Linked DNA regions of Podarcis muralis: region 2 is linked to region 1. The links are chromatin contacts, called in public Hi-C maps. All regions are on one chromosome and are shown on one strand. Each heading gives the region's core, a stretch centred on a gene start, on an enhancer-like site or on the middle of the called end of the contact. The rest is flanking DNA. Distances are from core to core; before and after follow the strand shown. Region 1 holds the start of LOC114602955. Region 2 holds the start of LOC114602536 (actin-related protein T2-like).

Region 1 (4,602 bases), core at 528-3,027:
GCAAGTCCTAGGCTCTGTGGTATACCCACAGTGCCACCCGCTTCCCATTATGCAAAAGTTATGGTGCCTCAAATCAATCTGGCCGCTCTTGATTCCCATGACGTGTGTGCCATCAAAATAACTAACAACAATAGTAATGTTTATTATGTAGCATAAGAGTGGAGAACCTTTTTTTCAAACCAAGGGCCACATTCCCTTCCAGGAAATCTTCTGGGGGCCACATGCCAGGGGTGGGCAGAGCCAGAAGCAAAAGGAGGAGGTGGAGCCACAAAGGTAAATTTACTTCTGTCCAGGCAAGCAAGAGTTCAAGGGTACATTCCAGCCAGGTAAGGATGCTCAAGGAAGGTGAAAAGGGTGTGGCCTGGGGAGAGTCTTGAGGGCCGCAGAGAGAGGCCTGGAGGGCCACACGGGACTGCTGAGCTGGAGGTTCCACCAATTAAGTAGTTAAATATCATATGTAAAGTAGCAGCTCCATGAGTCATGTCTGTAATAAGCCTAATGGGCACTGAGGATTCTCCAAGATGGCGATTTCCTTAAGAGTTCATTTGAGGATGTATAGCAGGCATAGGCAAACTTGGTCTTCCAGATGTTTTGGGACTACAACTCCCATCATTCCTAGCTAACAGGACCAGTGGTCAGGGATGATGGGAGTTGTAGTCCCAAAACATCTGGAGGGTTGAGTTTGCCTATGCCTGATGTATAAAGTGTTTTTTGGGTTAAAATAAAGCCTTGCAGGGGGAAAAGGAACTGTAAGCTCTTTGCACAGAGGCAGAACATCCCTGCAGCAGCTACCCATCCTTGGGTGGAAGGCAGGGAGTCCAGCAGTAGGTGACACCAGAGCCAACGACAGGCAGAGCCAAGTAATACCAGTTTTGGCCGCCTCCTCCTTGCCAAGTTCTACAAGGGGAAACCCTGGGACTAAAGAGAGGGCAGGCAGTGTCAAAAAGTGAGCTGGCAGCAAATCACACTGTTCAAAGTTGGAGTTAACTCTTTATTAGCAAAAAAACACAATCTTTGCAGATATGGCTGAGTGTCAGGCCTAATGAGCAGAGTAGCTCATTCTGGATTTCCTCCAGGAAAATCATTTGCTGAGACTGAAAGTCCCCACCTCCTCACAGCCACCTAAGTGCTTTCCTTTCCAGGGCTTTCCCCAAGCAATCGGAGACTGGGCCTGCATGCAAGCCTGCTGCTGCTCTGCCCATTTCAGCCCTCTTCTGGTTCTGGGAGACAAGTGGGGAGGGATCTTGTGGCAGCAGGTGGGAGAGACACCCCTGACTCTTCACCAGCCTGACTCATCTCTGCCTCTTGGCCCCCATCCTCACCTGCTTCTGGACTGCTCTCTGCCACAGACTCTCCCAGCTCACTAACCCAGGGTCCTATAGTTTACCCCCGCATTGCTACAGTTCCCACCAACACAGAACAAGAGGCAGTTTCCAGGGATCTTGGGGAGCCGGCACAGCCAAGGTTAGGAAGGGCGCGAGGGATCTGCGATCCCCTAACCGCGCCACTGAGCCGGATTTCAGCAGCGATCCCCGGCGGCTGGTCAGCGGGCTTGCTTCCGAGTGAGCGCGCAACGGGCTTGACAGTCTCGTGCGCCCCGCGCGCAAAGCACATCCCGCTCCATTGCAACCCTGCTCTTTGGCGATCCCTGGGATCTTATTCCTCCGGCTCCTCCCCCGCCTCTCCCCTCCCCTCCCCCGCCTCTCCACCCCCCTCCCCTTTCCCCTGATGCTCCCACCGCCGCCCCCTTTCCTTCCTAGTTCAGCTCCGCCCAGCTCCGCATCCTCCTTCCACCGCCGCCAACCACCTCTCTCAATCTCTCTCTCTCTCTCTCTGCATATCGCAAAATTGCCCTTCTCCTCCTCCTTTCGGATCCTTCCTCCACCTCCCCAGCCGATCCTTCCCACCACCGCCACCCCGTTTCAAGTTGGAGGAGGGAGAGTCCGGAGGAAAGGAGACCAGAAAGGAGTCAATGTTTTTGCAGCCGCCTGCAAATCCTGCGGTCAGTTTCCTGGTCCGTTTCCACGCTTCCCTTGGGGATCCTGCTTCGGCTTCCTCTCTCCGTGTTAAGATTGTTTGCAAGTTTTTCAGGGGAGGGAGAGGGCAGCTTGCGATGATAAACTGCCCCCTAGTGTTGCGCGTGTAGCTGCTGGGCTGGGCGAGGGGGCTGGGCGGGAAAGGAACTTCCTTAAACCTGGGAAAGTCCTCCGTGCTTTGCGCTCCACTTCCCAAATCCCCCACCCCGCTTCCTACAGCACAAGGAAAAAGGAAGTTTAAGAAAAAGTTTTCTCCTGTGCACGCGCACACACCTGGGCTCGAGAAGAAAGGAAACAGCGGAAGGAGATGGAATAAAACGGTGCAATCTCTGGTAGGGTTTTTTTTTTAATTGTTGGGGCTTCTTTCAAACCCCAGCAGTTTCTAGCTGGGAAGAGATGAGCTTGTCCTTTGCCCCAGCCTCTATTCCTTCTCACTGACTATGAGGATTGTTAAGCCAGCCTGGTCCTGTAAAGAGAAGAGGAAAAGGAAGGATCCTCCTCCATCTGGGAGAATTTAAAGAAAGACCATTATTATTATTGTTATTTCAACGGACTGGCCGTTCGGAAAGAGGGCAAGCTGCTGTTCTTGGGTGCTCACGAAAACTCAGACCAGATGGTACAGCGGCGAAGAAAAGTGAAAAAATAAATCCTTTGGCAAGGAAGCTCCCGGGATGGGGACTGGGCTGTGCACCAGGAGGCAAAAGGGCCTCTTGCAAACTGGGTTTTGCCTAGTGGCCGTGGCCTGCCTGGCATCCGGAGCTTTCCTGTACAACCACCTCCAGCAGAAGGTGAAGTCCGCAGAAGCCTTGGCTTTGAAATACAAGCAGCAACAGGAGGTGCTTTCGGCCCAATTGCAAGGTGAGGTCTTGGCTTGCTTTGTTTGCGGTTGCGTTTCCTGCTGGTCCGTTAGAGCAGATGGGTGCTGCCCTACCAACCTCAGTCTGCCCTCAGCCAGGTCTCCCTGGCCTGCCTTCTTCCTTCCATCCAGTGCCAGCTTCCTCCTCCTCAGGCTCAGTGGTGCCCCTTGTGGGACTCGGCAGGGAAGAGGATGGGGATGAAACTAGAATTAGTTGGCTCTGGTCCGTTCCCATCATGTGCAGCACACATGCATACAATTTAATATCTAAAGCAACTGGTCTATGCAGTCCAGGGGAACAGAGCCTGGGGGGCCTCCAGATCTACTCCTGAACATCAGCTGGGGCTGGGAGTTGGAATTCAAGAACATCTGGAAAACCACAGGCTGTCTATTTCTGGTTAGTCCTGCAGAAGCTAGTCTGAGGTCACTGGGTGCTTGGTGTTGGTTTTTTTTTATTGTTTATCAATTCATGTGCCATTTTTAGGCCAAAATGGCTTCTACAACAATAAAATACACACATAATTAAAGCATGCAATAAAACAAGTCAACATAAACCTTAAAAACACTCCTAATTTAAAATTACACAAGCCATGCCAATTGCATAAAAAGCATGACAATGAAAACGGCTATAACAACAAGATCAGAAGTTCCAGTTCAAGGGATTGCTTTCCTAGACAGGTGTGTCTTCAGGAGCCGGCAGAATGCCAATACTGATGGCGTCTCTTGCATTTCAGCAGGGAGGGTGTTCTGCAACAGTGGTGCCACCACTAAACAAGCCTGCCTTTGCGTCTCGGTGAGTTGATTATCAGCAGGCCATGGCAAAACTAACCAGGTCACATTTGCTGATCACAGTGCCCTCATTGAGCAGTGGAAGGGAGCATGGTTTTTCAGGGAACCTGGTCCAGATTTATTTAAGGCTTTGCATGTAAATAGCAGAACCTTAAAAGTGACTTGGTGGCTCTTAGGCAGCCAGTGCAAATTCCTCTTTCTTGTTTTGTGTCCCACCTTGTGGTGCTGAGAAGTGTCTCTATACATCTATGGTAGGGAACCTGTGGACCCACAGATGTTGGACTCCACCTCCCATCAGCCACAGTCAGCAAGGCCTGTCCTTAGGATGCTGGCAGCTGTCACCCAGCAACATCTGTAGGACCACAGGTTCCCCAGCTCTGATGGACCTGGAAGCCCCATCAAATGATCATCATGCATCTTCACTGATAGTCCTGCCCTACATGGGTGTGTCTAACTGTTGGCGGTGGGTAAGCTTTGAGCTATCTAAGTTTACCACCATATTTGGTGACAAACTTGGTGCATCTAGATGATTTTAGATTCCAGGGTTAATAGTCTTAGGCAGCAGTCAAAGGGCAGTTTATACCATTCGCCCAGCTGCTGGTTTCCGCATCACACCTGAACTTTCGTAAGACATAAAAACCACTTCCAGAAATATAGCAGAAAGTCGCATGACTTCGGCGCTCGTTTCCAAGTTACTTTTTCCTGGAAGCAAATACCGTATTTTTTTGCTCTATAAGACTCACTTTTTCCCTCCTAAAAAGTAAGGGGAAATGTGTGTGCATCTTATGGAGCGAATGCAGGCTGTGCAGCTATTCCAGAAGCCAGAACAGCAAGAGGGATTGCTGCTTTCACTGCACAGTGACCCCTCTTGCTGTTCTGGCTTCTGAGATTCAGAATATTTTTTTTCTTGTTTTCCTCCTA
Region 2 (4,602 bases), core at 1,313-3,812, 420 kb after region 1:
CCGGCCGCACCGGGCGCAACATCTGGGGGTTAGGGTTAGGGGGCGCAAATTACTTGCCTTGCCCCGGGTGCTGACAACCCACGCTACGCCACTGCAGAGTTGGTCTGCCAATGGGCCTGGTGCCTGAAGCCAGCTCCCCATAGAGCACATCCTTAGGGATGCTGCCATCTTCCATTCTGTGAACGTGACCAAACCCGTGTAGGGCTTCCTGAGACAGGAGCGTGAACATGCAGGTGAGTGTGGGTTTGGCAAAGCACATCTTTGTTTGAGACTCTGTCCTGCCAGGTGCCACCTCGCTTAACTAGCATCCCCTGGATTCTTTGGAAGAAGCTGAAAACCCATCCATCCATCCTTTTTACTGGGCATTCATAATTATTTGTGCTCATGATGACACTGGGACAGTTTTAAATGACTCTGCTTTCAATACTGTACATGTTTTAGGGTGTACATATTACTTTGTTTCCAGAAATGCATGTCCCATAACTTCTGAAACCCTGTAACTTTTAATACCACAAATGCGGTTTTGTGTTTGTGTATGTTCTGCTTTTGTCGAGCTGTTGTTGTTGTTGTTGTTGTTGTTGTATACCTGAAGGAGCGTCTCCATTCCTTTCGTTCAGCATGGACACTGAGGTCCAGCACCGAGGGCCTTCTGGCGGTTCCCTCCCTGTGAGAAGCAAAGTTACAGGGAACAGGCAGAGGGCCTTCTCGGTAGTAGCACCCGCCGTGTGGAACACACTCTCATCAGATGTCAAAGGAATAAACAACTATCTGACGTTTAGAAGACATCTGAAGGCAGCCCTGTTTAGAGAAGTTTTTTAATGGCTGATGTTTTAATGAATGGTCATACCTCAGGTTAAATACACTTCAGGTTGAGCGTTTTCAGGTTACGCTCTGCGGCGACCTGGAAGTAATGGAACGTGTTATTTCCGGGTTTCGCCGCTCACGCAGATGCTCAAAATGATGTCATGTGCATGTGCGGAAGCGGCAAATCGCGACATGCGCAGACGCGTTTTTGCTTCAGGATGCAAACGGGGCTCCGGAACGGATCCCATTCACATCCAGAGGTACCACTGTATTTTTAATCTCCTGTTGGAAGCCACCCAGAGTGGCTGGGGAAACCCAGCCAGATGGGTGGTATATAAGCAATAAAAGATGATGATGTTGTTGTTAATTATTATTATTTATTTTTTATACCCCCTTCATCCACTCCTTACAGGGTGGTAAACAATATACAAATACAGAAATACATAGCATAATAACAAACAAAAACAATAACCCCACCACAGTTTAAAGATCCATAGATTGTTTAATTAGCCAAAGGCCTGGGAGAAGAGGAATGCTTTTGTCTCGAGTCTATAGAGATAAGAGAGTTTAGATTTGATATCCCACCTTTCACTCCCTTTAAGGAGTCTCAAAGTGGCTAACATTCTCCTTTCCCTTCCTCCCCCACAACAAACACTCTGTGAGGTGAGTGGGGCTGAGAGACTTCAGAGAAGTGTGACTAGCCCAAGGTCACCCAGCAGCTGCATGTGGAGGAGCGGAGACGCGAACCCGGTTCCCCAGATTATGAGACTACCGCTCTTAACCACTACACCACACTGGCTCTCTATTATGTCATGATTTTTTCTGCTCATGATGACACTGGGACAGTTTTAATGTAATGAAGGAGCCAGGCAAGCCTCCCTGAGGAGACCACCCTGAGGAGTTCCCTTCTAGATAGCAATATTATGGTAACACTGGAGAAGCACCGCAGAACAACTAATACAGTGGAATTATGTGTGAATGTATAGGTCTCCCAGCAACATGCTTATTGTGTCAAGGGCACATTGCAGAATATACCTGCAAAACACACGAAGGAGCGCCCATGATAAAGTAAGGGCCCCAAGATAATTTAAGTGGGACAAGTACAAGATAAATTCACATTCCTGCCAACATTTTTTGATGAAAATTCGGCCTACTGGAAGGTCTCCCAGGCCTGTGCTGCTTCGGGAGGCACGGTGCAGACTGGAGGAACCTACCAGAAAGTCATGCCGGCCTCCACTGCATCAAGAGATGCTGTGTGGACCGGAGAAGCCTACTGAATGGTCGACCCAGCCTGTGCAGCTTTGGGAGACACTGCATAGACAAGACCTGCCTCCTCCTCCTCCTCCTCCAGCGCCACAGACAAAAGTGCCATGGCGGAGGGAGGAAGAGGAGAGATGACACGTGGGGGGAAGGTAACTTTTCCTTCCGTTTCTTGGTCTTGCAATCTGGTTTTAGCCAACTGACTCGTGCCAGAACTGAAAAAAGCCCGCCTTTTGGTCCCACGCTCTGGCGTGGCTGGAGCACAGGAGCCAAACGGGGCATCCGCGATTGGGGTCAGAAGCTGGGGCGGCTTCTGTCAATTTGGGATGTCCCGGTTAAATCGGGACACTTGAGAGGTATGAATTCAGGGTGTAAAGAGAGCTGGAATTTCAAGCAGCTTTGCCTGTTTGTGACGCCAGGATTCTAGAATGTTCTACGGTCAGACGTTGCAGCATCTTTTAGAGATGCCTCATGGAAATCACTGAGCTCTTAGTATTTGGGTTCTTTCGCCAACAGTGCAATGTTGGATATCAAGCTGCTCCAAACGCCAGCCGTGATCATTGATAATGGATCTGGGTCATGCAAAGCTGGGATCTCAGGTGAGTCTGAACCACGATCGCTTATTACATCCGTTGTTGGACACCTTAAACAGAACACGGAGGATTACTACATTGGGGAGAAGGCTTTCTCGAAGAAGGGTGCCATGGTGCTGAATTATCCTGTTGAGCGTGGCATGATTACGTCTTGGGATGACATGGAGAAGCTCTGGAAACACATCTATAAACAGGAGCTTAAAGTGAAAGCCAACGAGAGGCCTGTGCTGCTTTCTGAACCACCACTGAATCCACGGTTGAATCGGGAGAGAACAACAGAGATGATGTTTGAACACTTTCAGGTCCCAGCTTTGTACCTCTCGGTCCAAGCCACACTGGCCCTTTACGCGTCCGCACGCACCACGGGGTTGGTGATGGACAGCGGAGACGGAGTAACTCATACTGTCCCCATCTATGAAGGATATTGCCTACCCCACGGAGTGTCCAGACTTGATGTGGCGGGAAGGGACATTACCAATTACCTCGCCAGCCTCCTTTTGGAAAACAGCCAGCCTTCCTTAAGCAGGGCCAAGAAAATCATGGTGCAGAGCATCAAAGAGAAGTCCTGCTATGTGGCTTTGGATCCCAAGCAGGAAGCAGAAAAAAAAGCTGAGGTCTTCAAGCTGCCAGATGGAAGCACCATCACACTCAATCTCCACCTCTGCCAAGCACCAGAAATCCTTTTCGTGCCAAAGATCATCGGTGTTGAGGCCCTGGGCATCCAAGCCATGATCACCAAGAGCATTAGAAAGTGTGACAGGGATATTTGCAGCCTCCTCTATGGGAACCTGGTCCTCTCAGGCGGATCATCACTTTTCCAGGGTCTCGATGAGAGGATTTTTAAAGAGATAGAACACCAAGTCCCACAGGGGGTTCCGCTGCGAATCATAGCACCTCCAGATACAATGTGCGCTGCCTGGCTGGGAGGATCCATTCTAACTCACCTGGACTCTTTTGTACCCATGTGGATTACCAGTGAGGACTACCAGGAATTTGGTGCGGGTGCAATCCATCGAAAGTGCTTTTAAGAAGGGTGTATACTTATGATGATGATTATAAAGCTGATCTGCAAGATTGTAACTTTAATAAAAGTACAAAGAGTGTTCAATCCTCCAGTCTCTTTCTCTTTGTGTTTATGAGCGTGACCTTCATGTTATGATAATTATGTTTGTATTTTGTTCTGGAGGAGCTTTTGAGACTGTGAAAGGATAGCTTTCACTCATTACTCTGAAAAAAGCAGGAGGCATGAGGTTTTTCTTTTTCTTTTTAATTCTCTATTTTCAATTCTTCTCAATGAAAATCAAGAGGGGGAGAGGAATGAATCAAATTTTTCCATGAATATCCCTTTTTTTGCCTTCATACTCCTTCTGGGCTCTGCCTTAACTCTTGCAATATTTTGTGTGCTTTTCCAGAGTTGGCAGCCTTGTGACACCACAGGCACTCTCTTATAACATCACCCTGCATTGTGACATCACTAGCTTTGGGATACTGCCGTCATGGCAACCCTGGGCTTTAACTCTTCCCTAAGGGTCGGGAGGGGGGGATGCGGGTGGCACTGTGGTGTAAACCACTGAGCTGTGCCAACCTAGCAGTTCAAAAACATGCTAAAAAAGTGCAAGTAGATAATGCGACTGGATTTAACTGTCAGGGGTCCTTTACCTTTTTAAGGGTCTTGGGAAACTCTTCTGCGGAGGTTCATCAAAAGAGAGGGATCACTACCGAGAATTTCCAGCACCACCTTCCAACTATGCTTTTAATGCCTCACTTTTAATTTTTTCATTGATAAATTTAATATTTATTGTAAAGCACTTAAAGCTTTTGCTTAAGTGCTATATAAATGTTGTTAAAACCAAAATAAAAAAACTACAGCTCGCAGTATCCTTTGTGATAAGGCGTAAAAGTTTTAACAACCTTTTCAGTTTTGGAAGGGCCACACATTTCCAGC

Evidence for each region. A called contact is a pair of places that touch in the nucleus more often than the background predicts.
Region 2: a contact with region 1 is called in a Hi-C map of tail, with 3 times the contacts expected there. The contact joins the promoter of LOC114602536 here to the promoter of LOC114602955 in region 1. A contact is called at or near these places in 2 of 3 Hi-C or Micro-C datasets (blood and tail).

The regions. Positions count from the first base shown.
Region 1 is chr7:19,510,485-19,515,086 of rPodMur119.hap1.1, forward strand. LOC114602955 reads left to right here and starts at 1,778. Exons shown (of 14, transcript XM_077931348.1): 1 at 1,778-2,894. The coding sequence starts at 2,708.
Region 2 is chr7:19,930,580-19,935,181 of rPodMur119.hap1.1, forward strand. It overlaps LOC114602536 (actin-related protein T2-like), which reads left to right and starts at 2,563. Exons shown (of 1, transcript XM_028740879.2): 1 at 2,563-3,767. The coding sequence starts at 2,585. The coding sequence ends at 3,685.